2 separate regions of the Anser cygnoides genome follow, and region 1 is linked to region 2. The links are chromatin contacts, called in public Hi-C maps. All regions are on one chromosome and are shown on one strand. Each heading gives the region's core, a stretch centred on a gene start, on an enhancer-like site or on the middle of the called end of the contact. The rest is flanking DNA. Distances are from core to core; before and after follow the strand shown.

What was found. A called contact is a pair of places that touch in the nucleus more often than the background predicts.
Region 1: a contact with region 2 is called in a Hi-C map of granulosa cells, with 2.4 times the contacts expected there. The contact joins the enhancer-like site here to the promoter of CXCL12 in region 2. A contact is called at or near these places in 3 of 7 Hi-C or Micro-C datasets (granulosa cells and liver).

The regions. Positions count from the first base shown.
Region 1 is chr7:18,699,064-18,705,715 of Taihu_goose_T2T_genome, forward strand. No RefSeq gene overlaps it. Among named protein-coding and RNA genes, the nearest start is that of ERCC6, 27 kb to the right of the region's middle. Within about 2 kb of position 1,723, at least 1 of the 3 cell types and tissues checked has open chromatin away from gene starts, as enhancers often do.
Region 2 is chr7:18,461,638-18,467,866 of Taihu_goose_T2T_genome, forward strand. CXCL12 (C-X-C motif chemokine ligand 12) reads left to right here and starts at 2,889. Exons shown (of 4, transcript XM_048069279.2): 1 at 2,889-3,049. The coding sequence starts at 2,989.

The DNA.
Region 1 (6,652 bases), core at 473-2,972, 240 kb after region 2:
CACGTTTAGTTGATTACAGCTCTACAGCTTCCAGGAAATCTTGGAAAGCTTTCATAGTCAGACAACTGTTACTGGATCCATTAATTCCTCTTTTTTTTTTTGCAGATGTTTTTTCCTTCACTTATAGCACAACAGGACTCACCACTTCCAGTCATAGTCAGCTAGGAAGATGGGAGTCCCCTGTCCCTGTGGGAAATGAACATACACACAGCCAACATACAGGACTCCACACATGTAAGGGAGGAAGAACTATTCCTGGTCCCGCCTCCAGCACCACTAAAGAAGTAAGAGAAGGATTTAAACACACACTTTCTGGCACCAAGGGTGCTAGCCCACAGTTAGCAATAGCTTTGAATTTTCATGCAGCAAATTGCATATTGACTTTCATCCTCCCAGCCATGTTTTATGGATAAACACCAGTCACTCAATGTTGGATTGAGAAGTTTCACCTACCTGCACTCCCCCAGATCCTCCTTCAATAAATTTTGAAATATCTATCAGTATACCATTCTCCACTAGATATCAAAAATTCTTGATCTGTTTTGAGAACAATGTCAAAAGGTACTTGTTTTTGTTTTGTTTTGTTTTGTTTTGTTTTTTGCACTAATAGTTTAAGAGAAGGGAACTCCAATGCAATGGATCTGACGAAGGAAATTTAAGAAATGAAAACCCTGAATGATTTTTTTGTTTAACTGGAATACATAGTATCTGTGTGACTCTATAGTAAATTGGTGGTATTTAAATGATTGCTCATTTTATGCTAGAATGTACTTTTTTATATACTTTTTCTTATCTCTTCCTGCAAAGGAGATTCTCCACCCTTCCTTGTACCTTTGGTGATTTCAGGAACTTACTTGTGAGGATCTTAATTCTAGAGAAATATTTTATCATGAGACCTTTCTCTCTCTCTCTCTCTCTCTCTCTCTTTTTTTTTTTTTATTCTTGTAATTTCCTTTTACTTAACTCTGGGTTTTCACACAATGAAAGGACAACAAGAAGACAAAAAAAAAAAAATTATGTTGTCTTCCTGGTATTCTGTATACGGAAGATACCTTTCTACTTCTAGATAACTTGGCAGTACTCAGAAGGCTTGCTGCTTAGATGCCAGCACACACACACACAGCTACTCTTTACATAATGGACCCAGCCCCTGTGTGTGGCCAGCTCCAGGCCAGCACAGGCTCAATGGTGGCTCTTAGGATTCCCACCATCCCTTGATTCTTACAAATTTATGTGTCTGATCCATTTGGTTAATGTTTCTTATAAACACATTTCAGCTTCTGGTCAGTTTGTGAGCAAATTGAGCTGACCTGTTTTTTTAATCCTTCGGTATATCATCAGTCTCCTGAATCACAGAGCATTATACTAGCTACAGAGGGCAGAAATCAACAAGCAAACTCGTGAGAAATTTTATCAAAACTTATTTGGCATGGATATTCAAGCAAATCAGGCTATGCTTTAAAAAGTGTGGTTTTCTTTCACCAGAAAAACAGGACTTAGGTGTTTATAGGTCTACCAAAGCAACTTCAGTAGCACAGTGACTGCAGCAGTTTTCTGGGACATTGATTTAATACATAAAATATCTTAATAAACCAACACCATTTCCTGAAACACCTGCTCTTGGCTGCTTCCCATCCAAGTTTTGGCGGGATTGACTCTTGCTTAGCATTGAGATCAGATGAGATAATAGCCCAAAGCAGTATGCTGAGAATTCAAGGGAAAAATCAACCAACATCATCAAAAGCCCTAAATTCTCATTCAAGTCGACACTGGTGGCCTGCATGCCCTTTGGAAGTAATTAGTGTATAGTTGTTGGCAAGGCACTTAAGAAAACACCTTTTGTCCTTCAATTCATTTTTATCAGGAAAATAACCAGAAGAGGAATGAGTTTCAGTTGTTCCAAGTCACTTATCTTTTTCCAGATTAAAATGGAATAAAAAGTGAAACAGTCATTTTTTTGCAGCTCTTTGAAGGCTGCTCCATGCAGCAGGAAACAACGCCATCATTTTGAGGCAATGTTACAATAATCAAGTCCCTCACTATAGTAATGACTTGCATATAAGTATCACATTACATTCTCCTTCATATATTATACTCCTTACACCTAATCAATTCCACTGTGACCTCAATACAATTTGTAGAATCCCTTACTATTTGTTGGTGGGAGGGAAGGGCCACAGTCTCTGGGGATTGCTTTGTAGGCCATTAGAATACACATCAAGTGGTAACATTTAGGAACTATTGCAATCAGTCTTTATAAATTCCACACTAATTGCTGAGCTGCCATTGAACGTGCTGCATGCCAGCAGTTCCCCGTAATAGGCTTCTTCACATGAGGAGTGAGAGAGATCTGGCAGTAAGTGGTAGTAGTGTCAGTGGCTTTCCTGAGTAATTTCCTGAGTTCCTACAGAAAATGAACCTGTAAGACAGCTGTCTTAAAGTTCAAGAGACGTAATCAGACACAGATGTGAAACAAGGCCAGCTCTTTGGGCTCAGTGAAAGGAATACATCATTTTGAAGACACTCTTCCATCGACAGCTAATTAGTTCCAATAAAATTGGGTGTGTGCTGTTTGTCAGGGCTCTGAAAAGTGGTTCACTCCCTAGCACATAGACAACAAAACATTCTGCCTGACCCACCTGTGCTGTTTTGGGGGAAAAACTGCTCAAGCTGTGATTAATTTTTAAAGGTGTCTATCAAAACAACTATTTATTGCTCATGAGAACTATCTCCACCACTCTTTCTAACTACATCAGTCCTCCTCTGGCCACTAGGTACAGCCCAGTCCTGCTGCTGCTTCCTGTGTGGATTTTCAAAGGCCAGACATAGCTGAGATAAGCAAGTCCAGTCCCAAGTTTTCTGAAAAGCCACCTTCACCTCTCCCAGAGATGGTGCACTGCTGAGTCAAATCAAAACCCCTTGGAAGACAGGGCACCAGGGTCAGAAACACCACTCTAACAAGGTCAAGCAGGCAGCTGCAGGGTCTTCCACAAGGGTCAGCTGAGAATTGCTTCTCCTTGTCTTAAGAAAATCTGCTATCCAGCATTTAATCAGGAAAATCAGAGGCTTGGAATGAGGGGAGAAAGGAGGACGGAAAGGACTGGTTAGAACTCTCTGGTATTTTATGGTGGAATTATTTTGTAGATAGGACCAACAATGTTCTATTTCCAGTTGCTCTCCAGCTGTCTATGTGGATTCCATTTGTCTTTTCAACCATCCTGACAATGATATTGTAAAACAAATGGAGAGCCAGAGACACAGGACAGGGAGCTGAGTCCCTCATATCACACATTTGAACACGCACTTCAGCTAATTCCACTAGCAGGCACCACTAACAGTGAAACATTAATAATCTTCATGCAAACTGGCTGTCCTCCAATGAAAGCCACCTGCAAGAGCAGTAGAGGAGAGGCTCAGACAAACAGAATACACAGCGTCATACTTGGGAGACCCCTGCTGTCAAAAAACAGTGCTTATGACCTCAGATAGAGGGTCTGCAAGCAATTCAAGTGTCTGAGACAAGTGTTGCCCACAGAATTTGATTTCTGACTCTCTATGCATGGAATGCTAATATAGCTGTAGCAGTAAGACTCATTATGATTGGGCTTTAAGCTCCTTTATATTAGTACTTCGGAAAAACATTGCTCTTCAAGAGCTGGATGGACGAAGCTTTTACAGAATGCCCAGAGGAACTTATTCTCTCAAGCAATTCTGATACTGAAGCAGTGTAGGAGGGAAACAGATTTTTTTTTCCCCTGGTTTAATTTGAGCAGAAATTCACTGGCCTAAAAGGAGTGATCACTGGAGATCACTGATCACTGATCATATGGGTAGTGAAAGATGATGTATGATAATAAGGATACAGAGCATCCTTCTGGATCCATGTAATAGAAGGTAAAGGTAAAAAGTTTCAATAAAAACAAAAAAAAAAGTAATAAGTTTCAATAAAAAAGGTAATAAGTTTCAATAAAAAATTGTTATATAAAAAACAGACTGCCACTTGTTTTGCATAACCACCATACGTAGAAGAGAAGAAATAAAAAAACTGTAACAGAAAGATTTCGAGGAAACATCTGAGAGGAGTAACTGTAATGGTAGAAAAGCTCTCAAAAAGATGGCAAAGGAAACTGTGAAATCCTTATTAGAAGAGGTTTGAACAGCAGTTTAGCCAAATACTTTGAAGGGAGATGAAGGCAAACTTGATCCAGTATACAACCTGAGAGAGAAAACACAGCATTTTCATGCAAGCACTCAGTTGGTACACGGGAAGTTCAGATCCCGCTGCCATTGAACTAAGACCAAGCACAAATACCCAATGATCCAGATGTTTAGATTCTACACATACATGAGCACCACGTTTTCACTTGAAATGATACTCAGAAAGTTAAAACTTTCATCCAACAAAAATTTCCCTAAATTTGGTACACCTACAAGATAACTTGGTTGCTACAATATTTTTTCTGAAAAGTTTACGGACAGCTCTAGATTAAAGTTTGGCATAGAGTTCTGCACCAAAACTGATAGCTTGTTTTCATTGGGGTGTTTTTTATTTTGCCTTTTCTGTCGTTTTGTTCTGCTTGTTGCTCATCCTTAATTGAAAGGAGCAAAGATTTTTTCTAAGACTTGTTAGATCAAGAGAGAGAATTCCACTGAATATGAAGATTAAGGCATTTGGCTTTGTGCTAGGACACATCATTGGTTTGATTCTAGTAGTATGAGCAGATTGAAGGTGCTTAGTTAATATTTACAGAACGGTCTACTCCTTTGAAAAATTCCTGAATTAATCCTGTAATGCTCCACTTTTCTATGAAACTTACTTTGACATAAGAAAATTACTTTGATATAACCCCATAAAAATGTCTCTTCCTTACTAGAATAACCATAGCCTTGAATAAATATAATGAATTCGTACTTGGAGAAGAGATTAAACTTAGGTGTTTTGCTCTTGTTCAACCAGCACATTTTTCCGCAGCATTCCCCCTCCTCCCCTGCCTGTAGGTATAGGGTGGGATCTCTTTGCTGGGTTCTCTATTCACCAAGGAAAGGCACTGTTCAGGCACAGCACCCTGACATTCTGATCTTTTCACCGCGGAGATAAATAAGAGCAGAAGCTGCTGGCATTCCCTCCACTCAGTACTGCACTCCCTGAGGAGGCTAGAAGCAAGCCAGGTCAGAAGAGAGAAGCTGTGGTCATTGCAGGTCATGGGTGTACTTGGTTTCTGGCTTCCTCCCAGAGCAATACCTTTTCTTGGACAAGAGCTTATTTTGCGTTCTGAAAGTATTTTCAACAGCACCATTTCCTTTTTCAAGTTATTTTTTGCCCAGCCCTTTGGGAAACACTAGCATGCCGGCCAGCATGTGTGCGTGAGCGCGTGCATGCCTGGTCTGACACCACCGCCCAGGACAGCCTCAGAGCTTTCCCTGCAGCTTCCGATCTCTGCAGTCCCTGTTAGGTTTTGAGTGGCTGCTGAGTGCCTAGGCAGCTGCAGACATAACTAGTGGTAACACAAACAACTGCTGCTTTAGCAGGTCTAAGCCTCTCCCTCAAACCATAATTTTTTCAAACATCACATACAGTTTATTGCACTGTAAAGTTAAATCATGCAGAATACTTGTTGCAGTGATTGAAAGAAAAGCAGTGGTACTACCAACACAGGGTAGGCCCGTCTGGCATTCACAATATTGCTGTGTGTTCACACAGACCACATACACGAAGGGACACAGCACACCTTAGCCTTTCCCAGAGGTCAAACCACAGATACCACGCAGGGAGTGCGGAGAAGAGCTACATGCCCGTCTGACATCTTTGATCTAGGATCTGCAGGTCCGCTGCCATGCTCAAGCACCAGAGGATCCAGTTGGCATCAGCTGTGATAATTGGATCCCATCCTTTCCAATTCTGGTTGAGACACTAGACTTAGTAAACAGTCTCAAATCTTCCAGATGACAATAGTATTGGGTCACAGCTGAACACTTCTCCATTTAGGAAACAGAAGATTAAACAGCACTCTGGTTCCCTCAGCAACAGAAACCCAGGACATTTCCTTCAGCCCCATGCTCCGTTTTCTCACGGGATGTTTACCCATGTGCTGCCACATCTAGTGTTGTACTGCAGGTACACGGGGGCTTGTCAGGATCCAATTGCAGAATGAACTCAAGGAGCAGACTGCAGCCACATGGTGTTTCTGGAGGTAAATCATGGCTCAGTGCGTAGGAGCAAATGGTTCTGATTAATCTTACTTTAAAATGACATGGCTTACCTGTCCCTTTTAAATATTTTCCATGCCAGAAAAATCACAGTTTTACATGAGACATCACATTCTGTATTTGAAAATGCCTCTCCTCATATTATTTTCTGTCGGCATAGGGCTAGATCAGTCAATGTTTTCCATGGCTGTTGGACTGAACTTAAAATGCCAGGGATAATGACTTAGCTACTGCCCTCTGAACAATGATCTGTTTCCCTTTTAGAAAATAAAGAGAAAAACTGAGCCTAAATCCAAAAGTTCATATTGATCCAACTTTGACAAGTATAAAGAGGCTTTTAGGTCAAGCAGCAGGATGAGCAGGGCCACTGTGGCATGTATTCAGCATTCTACTGTTGGAAAATGTAAGTTTTTTGAACTCTAGATTTTCTGTTGAAAAAGTCGTT
Region 2 (6,229 bases), core at 1,639-4,138:
AAAAAAAAAAAAAAATCTTAATAATACTGAGTGGTGTTGTACTGGCTAGAAATGGCTTACTGTAGATATAATCTGTGGGGATTTAAAGCAAGCTCAGACAGTAATGATTTCAGTGCTGAGTTATGCCAGTCTAAAATTCTGAGCAGCAGAAATATTATCATCTTCCTGTTTAAGAAGAAATGTAATTTGATGCAAATAGGCTAAAAATTTATAATATGGTATTATTAGAAAAGGCTCTTAAGCTGTGTTGAAATCACCAGCAGGTCTATTTTTAAGATTTCTGAATTCATCCTTTCTTTGTTAGTGTTCAGATAAGAGATTAAAGTTAGTGGCCGCCAGGAAGTTCTGGCTGCTGTTGGTTTGGGAATGGGGTGGGATTCGGCTCACTGAGGGCTGCAGGCTGCTTGTTCTGAGCATTCAGAAGAGCACTAGTTAAATCTGTGGGAGTTAACATGAAGTTAAAACGAACTTTTTCATGGGATTTAACACTTACAAAGTCACTCAGCTTTCTTTTCAGTGTATAATTTGTTTAGATTTCCCTGAGATCATAATTTTAGATTGGGGGGCAAATGACAAGACCCTTATTGAGTTTTTTTTTTCACTTTTTGCTTTGTTTTGCTTTGTGTTTATTGTTTTCCTGCTGCTTAAATCTTAAACACAGAATCGTTGTGCTATAGGTAACAATTTGTTCTCGGTGGAAAAAGTATCGCAGCTTGCACAAATCGCTCGGTGTTTGGGTGAGCTCAGTTCTTTTATGAAGACTTTTTTCTTTATCCCAGCAGCAGGACTGCATCAGCGAAGCGATGAAGGCAGTGCTGGGTGCGGGTCAGCCGCCCCAGCTTGCCCCGCAGCCCCTTCGGGGGGTCTTTGCACGGGTGGGATTGCTCTGACCCGAAACAAAACCACCCGGGGAAGTTCTGCGTGAGGACTGGACAGGTAAAATCACCCTGTTAAAACAATCCTGAGGCTCGGTTTGGTTTCTGATTGCTGTGCAGTACAGAACATACCCGCGTACGGGTGGGTGAACAAGTGGGGAGGGCGGAAACCAAACCCCCAGCAGAAGGGTCCACGGGGTCCCGGGGTCTCCGTTGTCCTCGGGCGCTTGGTGTGCCACAGCTGGGCAGCACACTGGGGACGGCTCTGGTGAGGTGGCGGAGGAGCTGCTTGAAGCTGACCATGTGTGGAGCTGTAGGGGACCCCCGTATCTGCGTGCTGCAGCTCTTCCAGTCGGCTCTGAAGGGCTGCCCAGGCACCTCCTAGGGTCCCAGCAATTTCCCCTGCAGTACGTGTGCATGTTTGGGGGCGCAGGGGAGAGGGAGACCACTACTCAGGTTTAACTCTGAGCTCACTCTGCATCCATCCAGCCCCTTTGATGAGATCCTGGGGCTGTCTGTTTTCCCTGTGCTGGTAGCAGCAGCAGACACTCTTTTATGGCAGCGTGGATGTCCCCGTGTGCCAGGAGGAGCGCTGGCGGGACAGCAGAGCTCCTGGCAGTGTTTGTGCTTGGATTAAGCCTGCACTTCTCCCGTCCCTGCAGAATGTCACAACTGTCAGGGCACCCGCAGCGAGCACCAGTGGTGATTATTGGCCCTTTCAATGCATCGGGTTCCTACGCTACCGTGCTAGCTTGCCCAGGGAGAGGGGGAGAGCAAGGATCAGCCTGAGCAAATTCAGGGCTCCTTGGCAAACAGAGCCAAGGAAATACGAATAACTAGGTTTAGGGGAGCTGGATGTGAGTGAGAATCGCCTTTTGCAGCTTGTGTCCCGGGGAGGGAACCAGCTCATGGCCCAGTGGCAGTGCAGGCATTTCCCTCGGGCCAATGCCTCCAACGTCCTGTGCTGTGGCAGAGAGAGCTTGAAGCTACCCGGGGTAAAATCTGGCTGTGCTGCTGGCTTTGGTGACTTCGTGGACCTGTCCTTTGAACACCTCCCGGCCAGGATTAGCTTTACCCGGTGGTCCCCTCCCCATCCCAGCCCTCTGAGGGCGCCTGTTTTAAATGCAGCCGAGGGGTCCCAGTTCAACCAAAGCCTCGATGTTTATTTGAAGTATTGAACGCCAACAAACAGGGCCCCGTGGTCTCGGACTGCAGGCAGCGAGGACGTGCTTAGGTCAATTACACTTGACAATGCTGCGATAGCTCAGGGGAAGCGCACCCCTGGGACCTCGGGGCTCTCGATGCTCTGGGGGTTTTCAGCCGAGGTGCCAGGGAGCCCAGCAGCATCTGCAACACAAAGGGGGCGAAATGGGGCAGCAGATGGAGAACCGGGTCCGGCTAATACGGTGAAAAGGTGGTGTTTAGGGCTAAGCATGCAGAAGCAAAACTGAAAGCTTCCTTCTCTTTGCCATCCCCCCCCCCCACCTCCCCCCCCCCCAAAAAAAAAATCAAAAAATAAAAAAGAACAAGAAAATAAAAAAAGAAAAATCCCCGAGGAAAAACTTCTGCGAGGATGCTTCGTATGAGGCGCTGGATTTGGTGTCCAGGGCGCCGGTGTAAGCCTAGATTCTCGCCCACGGGAGCGAAGGGGGATTTTTCTCCTCCGGGTGCGGAGGCCGAGCCGTGGCAGGATGCGTCCCCGGGGGGAGCCTGGCGGCTCGGGGCCGGGACCTGCGGGGTCGGGACGCCCGGAGCCGGCCGAGGCTGGGGGCTTGGAGCAGCAGCTCCCTGCCCCGGCCCGGGCTGCCTGCAGTGCCCGAGATCCCAGCCCCGTCGGCCGGGATGGGGTGGGGGGGGGGAGCGGGGAAGGCTCTTTGCTGCCCGGGGAGGGGGGAGACCGCGGTGCTGGCGGAGCGAGAAAGCCCTCGCTCTTTTTTTGGTCCCTTTCCAAGCATTTTTTAACAGAGGAAGGATGTAATAACATGCCACGGGCAATAAATCATAGGCTGGCTACTCCCCCTGCTCCCCTCCCCCGGCCCCTCTATAGAGGCAGGGGAGGAGGGGACTCGCTCAGAGCGCGGCCGCCGCCGGGACGAGCAGCACAGCGCCCAGCATGGAGCTCCGCGCCCTCGCCCTGCTCGCCTTCGCCCTGGCCCTCGTCTCCCTCTCGGAGGGTAAGTGGGATGCCGCCGGGACCCATCCTGCCCGCCGGAAAGCCCCGGCAGGAGGACGAGGGGATGCGGGGGGTTGCTGGAGCTGGGAGCCTCCGACAGCGCTCGCTCCGCAGGGAGGCGTTTGGGCTGCAAAATTGTGCGCCTTGATTTCCACTAAAGAGAGAAAAAAAAGTTGCAAGAAATGAGAACCAGGCGGCCGGTCCCGTGCCTCTTCTGTCCCCGTTCCCTCGATCGGGGCAGCGCTGAGCAGCAGCGGGCGCTCGGCGGGCATCCCCCGCTCGCTCCCGCAGCCCCGCGGCGAGGTTTCGGGGGGCTCCGAGAACGGGGAGCAAAAAGGGGACCCCGAACTGCCCCGGGGCAATACGGGCTGCCCGCCGACGAGCGCCACGGGGCGCTGCCACCGCGGCCGCCTGTCCCCGCAGGGTCCCCGGACCAGGGGTCGGGGAGCCGCGGGACCCCTGCCCGCAGCCTCCGGGGGTCTCTGGGCGCCGGGAGCCCCGGTCCTCCGCTGGCACAGGTGTGCCACGTTTTGTCCCCCCCCTCGGAAGCACCCCGTATCGGCACTGAGCATCCCCAGCAGCCGCCGCTCCTGTCGCGTTGGTCCGTTCTGGGGACCGAAACTTGGGTGTTCCCCCCCCCGGGGCGGGGAAGGGTCCCCTCCCGGTGCCCCTTTGTTTAGCCGGAGCGAGTTAATTGCTCCCGATGATCCCAATAGCTCGGTGCCGAAGGCGGAGGCAGGCCGTGTGGCCGGGGCGCACCGCTGCGGTGTCTTCACGGCAGGGCGAGCGTGGGGGGCCCGGCTGCTCGGGCGAGGAACGGCTTAGAGCTGTCGGGGAAAAACTGGTGTAAGGGGACTGACACCACAGGACTGCGGTGCTAACAGCTTTTTGCCTGTTTCTTTGCACGTCAAGTAGTGCTCTCAACCCTGATCCAGATGAGGGTTGCGGGGCTGTCTTGTCCTGGAGGGCAGGTGAGCTCCAAGTTCTTCTCAGCCGTTCTGGTAAAGCTGGTTTTACCTATCATGGTCTTATCCCCCAGGGAGCTGGAGCTGTTCTAGTCTTAAAAAGTTGTCAGCCCTCTCCTGATACCACCAGATGTAGCTTTGGATGAACAGGAGTAAAATGATGCTTGCGTTGTTTCAAGTGGTTCGTCTGTTTGTGCCCAGCCTGCTTGCCTGGTCAGAGCTTCCCTCGCTTGCTCTGACCGGCCAGCCTTGATAAGCGTCCACCCTGCGGGGGAGATTTCAGTGAGCACATTGGGTTAGAGAGAATTTGTCAGCAGAGGTGGGTGTTCAGAGCCAGCAAAACTCAGCTCTGGGTCAGAAAACAGTCAAACTATTAAAAACATAAGTCCTGCTAGTCAAGAGCAAAAAAGTTGCTTTCTTTTGTCTAAGGACGTGCGGCTGCAGGAGTGACAGAGAGGTGTCTGAATAGCATCTAGCTCTTGTTTCACCCATTTCAACCGAATGTGCTAGACAGATAAAGTTCTCAAAAGCTTTATGCACAATCAGTTTCATGAAAGCTAAGCTGGTGTTTTCATGTAACGGTACAATTAACAGACCATAGGAGAGAGTAGCCTCAGCTTGTGTTCAGTGTTTATTGGACATCGGGGAACCCACAGAGCATCCACTCCTGCAGTGCCAGCCCATGGAGTTACTGGCTTAATCAGCTTTACTACGTGTGGAACAATTTGTTTCAAATTCTGAAATGTGATAAAGAAAGATACGCTTGTCAGCCACGGGGCAGGACCAGCAGTGTCCCGTCTGCTTCTTGCTGTAGGGGTTCCCGTGTCGGGGAGCGCTGTGTGCGCTGGGTTTCCCTGGCAGGAGGCTTGCTGGGAGCAGAGTGAGCCACAGCCATGCTCCGAGAGCCGGAGCACTGGCGGGGCAGGGGCAGGGGATGTCGGTTTCCTGGGAATGGTGCTGAGAGCTGCCCCGATGCCCCTGCTGCCGTCCCTGCCGCTCCATGTCTCTAGTTGGTCAGCGAGCAAGGAGCACAGAAATGCCAAAGGGATTCTTGTGCTGGCATGGGAGTTGTCACTGCGCCTTGCATTGGGGTGACAGCACACCGAATGCTGGGCATGCCCTCTGCCTCGCAGTGCTGGATGCCCTTTTTCTGGGCAGGAAACAGCTTCGGGATTTAGAAACATGTTGGTCATGGTTAAGCTTTCTCTCCCGATTTCAAGTGAGTGGGGTGGGATCGAAAGTCCCTCTCACGGTCTCAGAGAAGATGGGATTGCATTCTCAAGTCACAGATCTGAACATTGTGTAGGGTAAAGCTTAAACTCACTTTGTCAGTACGAGCCTGCAGAGGTGCTTGCTCTGCAGATGTGCGGAGAGTTGCTATATGACTGCATGCGGTTTCAGCCTCCCTTTCCTATATAAATGCACTGATGTGTAGCTATGAGGCACAGATATGCAGTGAGAAATCCCAGTGCCCTTCTCCCTCCCTTCCTCACTAGCACTAGTCTGTATAGCGCGTGTTTGGGGGCTCACCCCGCAGCCCTCCTGCTCCCTTCGCATGACAGACGGGAGCTCCTTCTCCCATTTATTCACTCATAAATGATATAATTATTTGGACTGATGGATTGCCATGAAGCTAGTGGAAAATGATCTCCGATTTTGTTAACTTCTAGTCCTGATTCAGGTGTGAATCTGGAAGAACTCCACTGATGAATTTCTCTGTTTGCCTGTCTGCCAGGGGGATCAGACTCTGGCTCATCTCGTTAGAAGTGCTCAGAAAAAAAAAAGGATTTTCCTTCCCGAGGACAGGGTAACATCACCAGGCTGTCTGTGGTTATGTGTGCTAGGGACAGGTGTTTGTAAATATGCAATATGTGCAGATCAGCTGCACTTTGAAAAGCTGTGTCATTTCTCACCTTCCTAGAAGAGAGCTTAGGGATTCCAGCCCTTTCCCTGCTCTTTAGCTCTTCGTCTGCCTTTAAGGGAGCAGGGCTTAGATGCTGCGAGTGCTCCCGTGTGGCTACATACACAGGGTGGCAGATTGCTGTGTGGGATCTAAAGTCTGTCAGATACAGATCTGACCATCGACACCGTGAGCCAGACCTTGTGGCTTAGGACCTTCACTATGAATTCAGTTCTTCCTGGAGTCTGAAAACTGCTCCAGTGAGATACCATTTAAAATCTTAGGCAGGTCCTTCTAGACTTCCAGGCAAAGGTGC